Linked DNA regions of Mus musculus: all the other regions are linked to region 3. Evidence: chromatin contacts called from public HiChIP or PLAC-seq and promoter capture Hi-C data. All regions are on one chromosome and are shown on one strand. The core of a region is the stretch at or near the end of the contact, and the rest is flanking DNA. Distances in the headings are between cores, read along the strand shown. Region 1 holds the start of Srcin1 (SRC kinase signaling inhibitor 1). Region 2 holds the start of Igfbp4 (insulin-like growth factor binding protein 4). Region 3 holds the start of Ppp1r1b (protein phosphatase 1, regulatory inhibitor subunit 1B). Region 4 holds the start of Tns4 (tensin 4).

The links. Promoter capture Hi-C pulls out the DNA fragments that hold promoters and counts their contacts. HiChIP or PLAC-seq counts read pairs in DNA pulled down with a chosen protein or histone mark.
Region 1: a contact with region 3 is called in a FOXA1 HiChIP or PLAC-seq map of pancreatic cancer cells. The contact joins the promoter of Srcin1 here to the promoter of Ppp1r1b in region 3.
Region 2: a contact with region 3 is called in a promoter capture Hi-C map of liver, with 4 times the contacts expected there. The contact joins the promoter of Igfbp4 here to the promoter of Ppp1r1b in region 3.
Region 4: a FOXA1 HiChIP or PLAC-seq map of pancreatic cancer cells shows a contact between it and region 3. The contact joins the promoter of Tns4 here to the promoter of Ppp1r1b in region 3. A contact is called at or near these places in 1 of 39 promoter capture datasets (liver) and 1 of 115 datasets of contacts at active chromatin or transcription factors (pancreatic cancer cells).

What each region holds. Positions count from the first base shown.
Region 1 is chr11:97,573,637-97,576,682 of GRCm38.p6, forward strand. Srcin1 (SRC kinase signaling inhibitor 1) reads right to left here and starts at 1,490. Exons shown (of 20, transcript NM_018873.2): 1 at 1,332-1,490. The coding sequence starts at 1,353.
Region 2 is chr11:99,039,343-99,042,701 of GRCm38.p6, forward strand. It overlaps Igfbp4 (insulin-like growth factor binding protein 4), which reads left to right and starts at 1,902. Exons shown (of 4, transcript NM_010517.4): 1 at 1,902-2,503. The coding sequence starts at 2,155.
Region 3 is chr11:98,346,600-98,349,716 of GRCm38.p6, forward strand. Ppp1r1b (protein phosphatase 1, regulatory inhibitor subunit 1B) reads left to right here and starts at 1,807. Exons shown (of 7, transcript NM_144828.2): 1 at 1,807-2,575. The coding sequence starts at 2,495.
Region 4 is chr11:99,087,637-99,090,836 of GRCm38.p6, forward strand. Tns4 (tensin 4) reads right to left here and starts at 1,670. Exons shown (of 13, transcript NM_172564.3): 1 at 1,603-1,670.

The DNA.
Region 1 (3,046 bases), core at 240-2,739, 770 kb before region 3:
CTGATATCTACACAGTTTCTTCACTTCCCACCTTTATCCCAAACACCTTCTGAGAGGCTGCAGCCGGGAAGCCCCAACTGAGAACCCCATTTCTCTCAAAGCTGGGGTCTGCAGAGCCCACAGATCTGGCAACATTTAAGAGGTACTGATCCGGCTCACCTGGCTCCCCTCGGCCCCCAGGGTCCCTCGGTCCAACCTCCTCCCTGGGAGAACGGGCGCGACCCTCGGCGGTCCTCTCCCACCAGGCCAGGGCGAAGCGCCGGAGGCACTGCCAGGGCTGCATGGGGAGGCGTGGGGCTGGGGGCGCGCACCAGCAGCCACACACGCCCCACAGGGCCCTGCCAGCTGAGCTGCGGAGGCACCCGGCCGGCCCCCTCTACTGCCACCAGCATCCTGCTGCCCCCACCGACAGGACTCGGAGCTGGCCCAGGAGCTTCTGACGTAGCAGGGGGGTGCGTGGGAGGGGAGGGGGGGCCACGCGAGTCCCCTCCCCAGCCCCGCCCCTCTACTTTTCCAGCCCCCTGCAGTCCCCACCTCCACATCACCCCGGACGCCCTACCCAGCTGGGGGCGCCCTTCTTTACCCCTTGCGTCTGCAAGGGGAGGATTTAAGATCCAGAAGCCCCTCCCTCGATCCCTCCCTCTCCAGGGCCCTCCCTACCCACCACCCAGCAAGCCGGGAGCAGGTCCCCAGTTTCTGCAACTCCTGTGGAGGCTAGGAGGTCTCCAGGGCTAGGGCCTCGAGGTGCAGGGGGTGGGGTGTAGAATGCAGCTTTGTATCCTGGCAACACAACCAAACCCAGAGCGCTCTCAGTCCGCTGCTTCCCTGAGGGACTGGCACGAAGGGTCCAGCACTACCAGCCCAGCGCCTGCACCCCATTCTGAGAGCTGAGGCGGGATGTGGTTCTCTTGCATTCATCCCTTGTCCCTTCCCCCTTCAACAACCCTAGCTTCCACCTCGCATGGACCCCTCCCCTCCCCCCGACTCTCTTCGCCATCCCCCTTCACCCACCCCTCCCCCTTACATTGTAACCCCAGGTCCCCTCCCCCCGGGCACCGCGAGGCCCTTCCCGCCGGGTCCCCAGCTTCGCCGGCTCCAGACCCTCTCTGCTCCCTGCGCTCTCCCTCCCTGGCCCGTCCCAGCCCGGCGCGCAGCGGTACCCTGCCCCCCGTAACACCTGCGCCCAGAGCATCCCTCGCCCGGCCGGCCGCCGCCTCCCGGGCCCGGCCGCCGCCCCCGCCCCCGGCCGAGGGGAAAACACACAAAGAAAACAGAAATACCTTCCACTTAAGCATGGAGGCACATTAGGGAGGAGAGAGACAGGGACATGCCTTGGGACGGAGCGTTCCCCATCGGGCGGGGGCGCGGGGGGCGGGGGCCCCGGGCCGGCCTGCCTGGCGCTCGCCCTCTCGCCGCCTCGCGGGCTTCTCGCTCGGCCCCAGCCCCGGGGCGCGGTGCCAGGCGGGCGGGCCGGGGGCGCGGGCCCCGCCGGGGTGGACCAGCTTGGGAGGGCGCCGGCGGCCGGGCGTGTGGGTGCGCGCGCGCGCGGGCGTGTCACCGAGTGTGCGAGAGCGAGTGTGTGTGTGTGTGTCTCTGTGTGTGTGCGCGCGAGTGCGCGCGTGCGGCCGGCGCGGGTGTGTCACTGCGGGCGGGAGCGCGCACGATGCGGGCACGCGCGTGTGGCCGGATGGTACAAAGGGCCGCCGGGGGTGGCGGGGAGCGGGGGAAGGGAAGGGGCACTGCGCCTCCTCGCGCCCTCCAGCAGCACACCCGGATCCCGCAGCGCGCCGCCCGGACTAGGGTGCGGGGCGCGCTCACGCTCCTCCCCCCCCCCCAAACTCCACCTGCTTCCCCCACCCTCAGCGGTCCTCCTGCTGCGGTAGAGACAAATGCGTTGACCCCAGAGTGGCCTCGAAAGAGGCACCTGGGGAGGTGACTCTTTGGGTCTCCAAGCACCCTCAACGCTTTGGGACAAAAAATAAAAAAAGCACTTCGGGTTCGTTGAAGCAGGGCTTGAGGCTGGGGAGGGGACGAGAGAATCAGGGATCGCTCCAGCCAAGGTGACCTCGGAGCGCCACAGTCGTTCTACGCCTGGAGAGCCGAGACACCTACCCCCCCCCACCCCCAGTGCAGCGTACCCCTCTATGGTCGCGCCTCCTCACCTCTGCCCTTCCCCCTTCCTCAGCTACCACTGGGCCAGGGACCTGGCTCCCAGACGCCCCCTGCTGGACGTCCTCCTGGCCCCTACTTCGGATTCCTGCCCCTACCGCAGGCGTGAGCAGGTACTGCGTGAGATTGAAGAGACACTGATCCCTTCTGAAGTGGACCCCAAAGTAGGCCGTCACAGACTCTGTCTTTTCACGCCTCTTCTGGGGACACCTTTGCCATCTCCAAAGCAGCTTGTAGTGCGCCAGGAGGAGTGCCCCACCCTGGTTCACCTTACTGGGCCTACCTGCGGATGATACAAACTTCTCCATCTCCAGCTCGGACCCAGACACACGATGACCTTTGGAACTCAGGCTTCTCCCTGCTTCCTTCCCTCGGGTTCTGTGGCCAGTTCCCTCTCTCGGAAGCTTCTTTTCAAGAGAGGCAGGTGGGCTGAGCTTTCTGCCCGTTTTATTTACTCCTGGCATTCCCAAAGGCAGTTCAGATGGTCAAGAAAATGCCACCCAGTGCCTGCATCTCTTCCCTACAGGCCACCTGGCAGAATGACTGGCAGACCGGGCTCAGGAGAGGAGACCCCACCCCAAGTGGCCCAGATGACAAACCGGTTTCCCCACTTCTTGGTCTACCCAGTCCCAGCCTTAATCTGGGCTCTCCTACTTTTCTGCCCGCCCCTAGGCTTGCTTGCCTCTGAGCCAGTCCCGTGCCCAGCTAGGGGCAAGATCCCAACTGCCCCTTACAGATCAATGTCCAGTTCCACTAACTCAGGTGGCAGGGCAAGGCAGTGGGAGGGGACTCTCAGCTCCATTTGGTCATCTCAGGAGGGCAGCCAAGAGCTGTGTCCTGGACACAAGGTCTGGGCACACAACACTAAGCAGTTAAG
Region 2 (3,359 bases), core at 652-3,151, 690 kb after region 3:
AAGTGCTTAGTGAATGTACCTTATGTGGAGAGTCATGCTTGAGCCCTGACTTCCCGGGAATGGGGTGGGGGTGGGGAGACACCAGAGGAAGGTTTGGGGGCAGAGGAGGTGTTGGGGTTGCAGGATGGGGGCCTCTGTCTCATCTAGAGACCTTTACAGAACACCCACTTTCATCAGCACGCGCGTCTATTCATCTTGGGTTTGCTGTCTGGCCGGCAAGTTGAGTGCTGGGCCTCAGAACTGTCCTTATTGGTCCTTCTTGTTCCCACAGGAGCTCCAAGAAGTGGCATAGGCTTCCTTTTAGCTAGACACCAACTTCAACTTGGTGCATTAAGTATAAGGCTGACTGGGTTTAAGGACGAGGATGGGGGCAGGGACTGGCTTCCGAATCAAAAACAAAACAAAACAGAAGCAAAAACAAAAAACCCGCTGTCTTCCCCCAGGAGCTTCAAGAACCCGTTCTGTTCACTTTTCTCTATGGCAGATGAGACAGGAGAGACCCAACTTTATCCTTGCGATGGGACTGAGGGAAGGAATCCTATCACTTCAACCCTCCTGCAGTCTTAGAGGTTGCCAGTAGGTGCCGTCAGTTCGCAACTTTTTGATCAGTCTTCCAGGTCCGGGTCTTGGTGCCTTTCTCCCTCCAACCGCGCCAACAGTCTGCGGTGCAGAAAGTGGGAGGTGGCCTAATTCCTCCGAGGCTGAAAGACCCCGACTCTGGGACAAAGAACCGGAAGAGGTCTAGGAAATCTTTAGGTTGGTTGCTCCTTGGATGTTTAGCCCAACCCTTCCGGACCCCATCCACCCGCAAAATCCTTCGGTCCTCCGACTGTGCCTGGACAGACACAAGAAGCGAACTCCTTGGTTGGGGAGGATGAGGAGGCGTAGGGAGAAATGAAAAAGAAGGTGGTAGGAGGTGGGTCTCTCCTCCAAACGCGACTCTAGATCAATTCCCGTTTCCAACAGAATTGCTGCGAGGGGAAGGGATATATTTATCAATAATCCCTTTATCACCCAGGGGCAAAGTGGCGTCGGGAAAATTAAAAGGCCGCTTCTCTTTCTGGAAATCTTTGACTGCCATCTACTGGGAAACTGTTGCAGTAACTATGCAAACACACAATGAGTACATGAAGTGGAGCCCCCTGGAGTTGTTCGACTCACATCTTGTACAAAGCCAATGGCAGTCTCCTTCCAGAATCTAAGCAGGGCGGTAGAGGGAACAACATCTAGGAAGGAGGAAGAGGCTTGGCACTTTGTTCTGGAGTTCTGGAAGCAGAGTGCAGCAAGGCCCAAATGGAACCAGGGGCGGGGGTCAAGCGACAGGGGTTCAGGGGCAAGTGAGAAGACTGCCTATTAGCACCTTGAGGCCAGAACTCTCCTGGACCCTTTACAGAGTGCTTAGTCGCCTTGTCCCACTTTAGCGCGGTCTCTAGAGGTTGACTGGACATACCCGGGGGGTGGGTGGGGGTGACCGGAGGACTCTGGCCAGGGATGGGAACTGAACAAGAGAATCTTGAATCCGCTATGAGGTCAGGTTTTCTGTGGCAGCAGGAGGATCTCCTAGGTGTCTGGGAAGGACTCCTTCGAGGTCGAGGGAGGGGGGCAAAGCAACATCCCCTTCGTTTCCCCTCGCCCTGCTTCCTCTTCAGGGTCCAGCTCAGAGGCTCTCCGCGCGCAGGCCACCGCTTCCAAACTGCGTCGCTTTCTTCGGCGGGGCAAAGGACTTTCAGATGTTGTAGCGGTGGCGGCGACTCAGGCCAGCGCCCCCTCCCCCCTAACGGCCTCTTCTCCCGCTCCATTGCTCCAGTTCCCCCTCGCCCTCCCCTGCTCTCCCACCTCGGGGACGGCGCTGGGGGTGTGGCCAGGGGGCCGGTATAAAGTCCCGGGAGCCGGTCCCGGGCAGCCGCTCAGCCCCCTGCCCCCCGCCGCCTGCTGGGCCGGCCGAGGATGCAGCGCAGCGCCTCGGTGGCCAGGCTCGCTCTGCTCCAGCGTGCTTGCTAACTTCCCCGGCTCCGTCTCTGCCTGCCGGGGTCGCCCCGTGTCCCTGCGCCCTCCGGGTCTGGTTCTCTAAGCTCTCTGGGCGCTGCCTCCGGGTCCCTTGCAGCCCGCTCGCGAGCCCGCGCTCCCCTCCTGCGCCCCACCCTCGTCCTCGCCATGCTGCCCTTCGGCCTCGTGGCCGCCCTGCTGCTGGCCGCAGGGCCTCGGCCGAGCCTGGGCGACGAAGCCATCCACTGCCCCCCTTGCTCCGAGGAGAAGCTGGCGCGCTGCCGCCCCCCCGTGGGTTGCGAGGAGTTGGTGCGGGAGCCAGGCTGCGGTTGTTGCGCCACTTGCGCCCTGGGCTTGGGGATGCCCTGCGGGGTGTACACCCCACGCTGTGGCTCAGGCATGCGCTGCTACCCTCCCCGGGGGGTGGAGAAGCCCCTGCGTACATTGATGCACGGGCAAGGCGTGTGCACGGAGCTGTCGGAAATCGAAGCCATCCAGGAAAGCCTGCAGACCTCTGGTAAGGTACACCTACCTTCCCTCGGCCACATTTCCCAAACACCCTCCTCCCTGCAACTTAGTTCCCATTCTGGCTGGCCTGGAAGGCCCGTCAATGCCCCCTGTGAGTTGAGGAGAAGGGAGGTACGTGGCAGAGCTTAGAAACAGCCAAGAATGCTGGCATTTAATCCCAGCACCAGTTGCCACTGGTCGAGGGAAACCTACCCCACCTCTTCATCTCAAACCTCCTAAGTACTTCTTTGGGAAGAGGGGCCTTGGCCTCAGTGGTAAGCCTGGCTCCTGAGGTAAGTTAAATGACCTGATTCAGTTACATTTGTCATCTAGAGTTAGATGACTGCGATGATAAGGTGTGCGTGCGTGTGTGTGTGTGTGTGTGTGTGTGTGTGTGTGTACATGCACATGTGCATACGTGTGTGCATGTGTCTGTGGGGGGTGATAAGGATGGTGTGTGTGTACATGCGCATGTGCATACGTGTGTGCAAGTGTCTGTGGGGGTGATAAGGATGGTGTGCTTGTGCACGTTTGTGTGATAAGGATGGTATGTGTATTCGAGCGGGAGGCAGTGTGTGTGTGTGTGTGTGTGTGTGTGTGTGTGTGTGTGTTGGGACGGTTCCTTTCTGTTCCTGATCCAGAGCCTGATCCACACACCCAGTCTCAGGTGAGAGGTGTGAGGAGCCAGGGGCTGGGCCTTTCACTCATCACCCTGGGGTGAAGTGGGACATACAATTCAGAAGAACCTCTGGGGTAAAGAACATGCGACTTGGACTTCCCCCAAAGGCTCAGAAAGCAAAGGAAGAGAAGGCAGGGCTCTTTCTGCCAGGTTGGCACATCCAGGTTTCTTGCTCCTTCCTTCTGGC
Region 3 (3,117 bases), core at 557-3,056:
TCCCCTCTACTTCCCTTTGTCTCTTAATCTCTCACATGGGTCCTCTTCTTTTTGCTCTCTCTGTGACCAATCCCCCCCACCCCCACCCTCCGTCCCTCCTAGCTCTGTGTTCCTCTGCTCTGTGTTTCCCTCCCTCCCTTTCATGTCTCTGGGGTTGAGGATCCAGAGGCATCACACCCGGGCAGAGCTGGACAAAGAACTGAAGATCACCCACTGTCCCCAAAAGTCCATCTTTTGGGAATAAATTGTGCTCCCATCTCCCTAGCACCATGGGGAGAATCCTTCCTGGTTGTTTAGGACAAACCAGTGGTTCCCAGAAATTTCTAATGGGCACTGAGGTACCATTGGGGGTCGCAGCCTCATCCCTGTCCTCTGCCTCCTTTACCCACCACATACCCTTTCACAGCGACCCCAGCGCAGGGGAACTCCAGCCTCCTACCCCCACTTTGACCTAAAGGCTGCCCAGCGACTCTCTTGATCCTCCCAACATAACAACAGGCTGGGTTTTGCCATTCCTCACCACACCCCATCTGGAAGAGGGGTCCTGGGCCAAGCTAGGAACTGGCAGAGATGCCCATGTCCAGGGACAGCACCCCAGAAAATATGTAAGTCAACAAACTGTGGCCAGGCCTAGGCTGGAGGACATGGAGCCTGTCCACCAGAACATCCTATTCCCAAGAGCAAAGCTTGGCCCCTGATGCGCTCTCTCTCTCTCTCTCTCTCTCTCTCTCTCTCTCTCTCTCTCTCTCTCTCTCTCTCTCTTCCCCCAGAGGGCACTGAGTCTGGGGCAGAACAGCATGCCCCTGACCTCATTTCCATAAGACTCCATTGGCCTCTCAGTCTACCCCTGGGGCCAGAGTGCCCGGCTAGGAGTGGAAAAGTTGCCTGTGGAGTTACGGGTGTGGTGGGGAGGGCTCCTGCTGTTCCTGGCCTAAGAGTGACCAGAAGAGAGGACAGCCAACACAAACAGAACCCCAGGAGGGCACAGACAGGCACAGGTCCACACACACACCCCTTCTGGGCACTACAGAGAGGCACTCAGTCCTCGCCAGCCTCAGAGAGGGTAGTGCCAGCTCCTGCGGAGAGACTCAAGGGCTTGGACAGATAAACAAGGGTACTTAACCCACAAAGTAGCCCCTCTTCTCCATCACACACACACACACACACACACACACACACCTCTGTAGAAGAGACTGGCACCTCAGAATGATCACACACCCCCAGCTCTGTTCCCCAACGCACCAAGCCCACACATGTGATAGCACGTGTACGGGGAAGGCAGCCCCCCAACCCTGCCCCTGGGCTGATTCTGTCCCCTCCCCCAGTAGCTGCGGAGAAAAGGCAAGAGACACGTGAATGCTGGGTACATTGTGGCAGGGACTCATTCCCCCCCCCCCCCGGAATTTGCTCTCACATTCACAGCCTCAAGCCCCTCTCCTGCATACCACCCCCCCCCCCGCAAGCTGGCACCCGCCTGCCCATCACCTTGACAGTCTCTGACATCCTCCTCCACACCCACACCCTCCCCCGCACACACGCAGTCCTCCCACACGCTGCCACTCACACCCGCATCTTTGACACTCTGACACACTTACATAGACTCACACGCTCACACCGCACCGACCCCCACCCTCCCCAGCTACAGCACTCCAGGCCTCTAGCATTCACTTGCACATACTCCCTACCACGATGATGACTGACAGGTGTCCTCCCACGCACACCTCTCTCACACTCGCTTTCTAGGACACCCCCATTCACAGCGTGACATGCTGGCACTCTCTTCTCGACCTCACGGGCCTCCCTTAAAAGTCCACGTCCCGAGGGGGGGTGGGCGAAGAGGTTAAAGCCAGAGTCCCGGCTGCAGCTGCCCCTGCCCCCTCCCCTTAGCGTCACCGCTGGACTTCATTAATAATACAACGCCGAGTTCTGGGGATACTGCAGGGGGCCCCCGGGCCGCTCCCCTAGCCCTGGCTCCCACTCCGCACCCTCCTCCCAGCCCGGGAGAACACGCTTCTCGATGCTCATTGGCCGCTTTCCCCTAAGCCCTCCCTCCAAACGCCTGGGCGCCAGTCCCTGGCAGAGAGGACGGGCTGGGACCCCAGGGTTGGGACCTGTGGGGTGCAGCCAGTAGCGGCAGAGGCGCGGAGAGGAAGAAGGCAGAGTGGGGGATAGACAGAAGCTGGTAGAGCAAGGCCGAGGGCAGCCCGCCGAGATAGCTCAGGCCGGCAGCCAGAGCCCCGCGCCCCAAACCGGTGGCGCGCAGCTAAGGCGCGGGGATCCTGAGCTCTGACCTGGGGACGCTGAGCCCGGCGCTGCAGGCGAGCCCCGCTGTTCAGTCCTCCCGACCGTCGCGCGTTCTCCTCGTGGAGCGCGGGATTTTCCTGGGTGCGGGGACAGTGCTCCTCCTCCTCCTCCGCGCAGCACGCGCCACCCGCAGCTCCGGACAGCCGAGCAGGGCTCAGCCAGACACCCCAAGAACGCTCAGCCGCCCGCCATGGACCCCAAGGACCGCAAGAAGATTCAGTTCTCTGTGCCCGCGCCCCCGAGCCAGCTCGACCCCCGACAGGTGGAGATGGTAAGGGGGCCGCGCCCCATCCACGTATCACCCCCAACACATATTCCCCCACCCCAGCACAGTCCGTCCCGTCCCATGTTGGATCCAGCCTGGACTGCAATGGGGCGCCCCACAGGACTGGAAGTTCGCCGGAGACTCCTAGCAACTTTTCTCCGGACCTTTAAGCCTATCTTGGGCGGGAGAATTCCTGCAGTGAGCGTCCGGAGACTATCAATCAGTTCTCGGGACTGCCCTTTTGGCTCTTATATAGCCCCGCTAGGCTAGTCATTTATTCCCCGCAGAGACCCCATCACCCTGGTGGTATCCCATGGACAGATACAAACAGCTCTGGCGTCTGAGGCTGTCACTTCAACCACTCATGGTCTAGAGGGCCACAGTCTCACCCTATAGGCCTAGTTGTTGGTGGTGGTGGGGTGTCCCCAGAACGTTATTCTGACTACTCTCTGCTCTCAAGACCTGGAACTGCAACCCCAGGGAGTGAGCTGACATCTCTTCCTTGAGGGTTGGGAGACCTACAAAGGTGTGAGGGAGAGTGTCGGAGG
Region 4 (3,200 bases), core at 420-2,919, 740 kb after region 3:
GCAGGAGGAGGAGCTACATAGCAAGTTCAAGGCTACCTTGAGATAGATGAGTCCCTGTCTCAATTCCCCCATCCCTCATCCCCCAACCAAGCAATCAAATAACCCACAAAACCCCAAGAGGCTTCATATTTGAGATTCAAATCTAGGCCTTGGACCGTTTGTAATCTTAACTCCTTCAGCTACACAGAGTTTAAAGGCAGAGGGGACACAGAGATAGGGCCATGGTATGCCTAATGACAAAAAGCCAGGCGTGTCTGGAACCCCCCCTGCCCCGCCCCAGGTGCCTATGGCTTTGTTATCAGACTTCTTGGCTGGGTCCTGGAAGCAGGGGGGGGGGGTTGGGTAGTGGTGGGGAACAAGAGGAGGGGGCGCTCATGCTGGTGTGGAGAAGTCATGTGGTGAATCAAATCTACAAATGGCAGTGGAATGGTGCTGGCCTCTGAGCGCCTTCCTTGGGGGCAGCCGAGGACACAGAGCCCAAGACACAGCTTTTCCCACAAAGTCTCCAAGAGTCCAAGGAGCCAGGCACAGCTGGCAGGATTCACTGCCAGGCCTAAAGAGGAAGCTGGGAGACTCCGAGCAGGGTGTACTTGAAGCTGAGCATTCCCCACGACCAGGACTCAAGGTGGCCCAGCCGCTGCCTTTGTGCATAAGGATACGTCCTTCTCTGAGCAGATCTCAGAGGTTTTATCTGTCTGATGGTGACTTGATAATTAACAGACCCTCACTCTTTTTCCCAACAGTTCTGATGGGGGAGTGCTGACAGGGCTGAGGGTCTTGCCCAGGCTACAAGTGTATGTCCTGAATCTCGTGGGAGGTACTCTTGTCTCTAAATGTCCCACAGGATCACCCTCTATTCTCTGTCTGGACCCAGCAGATACTGAACTTCAGGGAGAGATGCTGAGAACAGGAAACCCTTCTGCACCTTCTCATTTGACCTTCCCAAGTCACCCCTGGGCTCAGGCTCAGACTCTGTCTGCTCCTCTGAGATGTGGCTATACACTCCAGGGCCTCCCAGCCCTGCTCTACGTCTTAGAGAGGAGTGCCTGGGCTCAGATTGTATGTGTGTGTGTGTCTTAGGAAGGATTCCAGTTATCTCTGCCCTATTTACAGCTCCCTCCTACCTTCTCGTCTTCAGAATCTAACTCTTGTTCCTTTCACTTTCCCTCCTCAAAACTCTGGGGGGCAGGGAACTCCTGGGGCAGCTGGAAAGCCCTCATGGTCATCCTGGTTTACCTCATAGGAGCCCAGGTAGAGAAGGCAGAGGATGGAGTCCCAGTCTCCCCCCACCACACAAGCCCAGGATACCCATCATTTGAGCCTACTCCTTCCTCATTGTCCCTTGCCTCCCTAGAAGCCATGTGGCTTCACTTAGGGCAGCAGGCAGAGGACAGCCTCCTAGACTGGCTTAGTGCTCTGTTTAGGAGTTAGGAGACCTGGGTCTATCCAGGCTCTAATCTGATGTCCAAGATCCCAAGGCCAGCTTTTTCTTTCGTGGCCTTGGATTCTATTAGCTGTGCACCCGGGATGCAGACTTAGCTCTAGTTTAAGCTCAGACAGAACTAGGTTCCCCCAACCTCACCCAGTGAGTAAAACACCTACCTGCTCGTGGCCGCTGTTCCACTCAAGACTCTCAGGATTGAACTGTGCTGAGGCCAGGTAAACTGCAAGAGGAGGAGCCAGCAAACCTTACTCGCCTTAAAAATAGCCCGCCTTCTGCCCGCCCCGCTTCTCCCCTATGGCCCTACACGTGGCCTTGACAGTCGCTGGCCCCGCCCCAGAGGTGTCCTAACTGCTCAGGTGGGGCAGGAACAGGCTGGGAGAGGTGTGTGTTAGGGGTGGGGGATGCAAGCACCGGTTAGGGATGAGTAAGTGAGTGTGTGTGTGTGTGTGTGTGTGTGTGTGTGTGTGTAGGGGCCCCAAGCTCCTAACTTGGCCCTCCCGTGTACCGTGATGCCTAGACAGAGTTGTGCTGCCGCTGGCCTCCCTCTCACCTTATGTAGGAAGGAGGAAACAGTAGGTTGGCAGAGACAGTGAGAAGGGAGAGCTTGGGTCTTGGTAAAGGACGCTAGTGGGTAGGAAACCCTTCCCCAGACCTATGCTATGGCTCTGGATGCCTCTGTGAGGCTCACTCATGGTCTTTTCTTCCTTCTGTCCTGTTGTAAGGCCACCTCCAGCCTGGGAACAAGGCTTCTGGCCTAAGGGAAGAAGTGGAAGGCCCTGGAGGGCTCTGCCTAGGGCTTGATATCCTGCTTCTCAATGATTCACCCTCCTAGGAAGCTCTGCTAAGCATCCTCTCCTATTTCCATGTCTACGACTTCCTCCCTGCCAGGGGTTCCTTAGGATGCTGTTAGGGAATGTCCAGCCAGGGTGAGGGACACTCAGACCCCCATCTGAGCAGGTTGGAGGAAAGTGTTTTCAGCCTGATCTTGAGAGTGGGTGGCTCAGCATCTCCGTTGGGCTCTGCAGTCTACTTTCTGGATTGTTTCTGAAGACCCATGATGCGACAGTGCGCCTGCCACAGGAGGAAGCTAGGGTCAAGCGGTACAGGTAACATTGAAAGGCGTCCTCCGGTATTCATATGATGCAGCAGATGCCAGACTTGACGAATACCTAATGTATCCTTGAAGGAAGAAACTGGCTAGCTGCGGCAAGCTAAGGTGGACATGGTCTGTAGGCTTTAGCTTTATGGGCGAGTAGGAGGGAAGACTGCTGAGTTTCTTGGGTGGAAGGGTGGGCTACATGGAGGAGAAATGGCTCTGCCATTGGAGCTCCGTTGTTGCTTGCCCAGCGTGTAGGAAGCCCTAGATTTGATTTTTTTAAAAAAATTTTCTCTCTCTGCAGTTAACCATTTTTGGTTCACACTTAGCCACTTCCTCCAGCTTAACTAGCCCAGAACACTGATTTCAGTTTCAGCGGCCCATCTCTTCTCTCCACTCCCACTTTTGGACGCAGCCAGTATTGCCAACAGGATGACATACCTGTCTATGTTTGGTAGGACTGTCTTCCTCAGTCTGACGCCGTGATGGGTTCCCATCTTGCATCGGCATGCCTGGGGTAGATCTCCTTAGACTGCTTCATCTTTTTTGGATTTGATAATATTTTGGGGAAGAAGTTGGCTCCTGTGCTCATGAGGGTTATCGGTGTGCAACTGTCTTATCCTTGTTATACTTTTGGCTTGGGCATTAGGGTAACGCCAG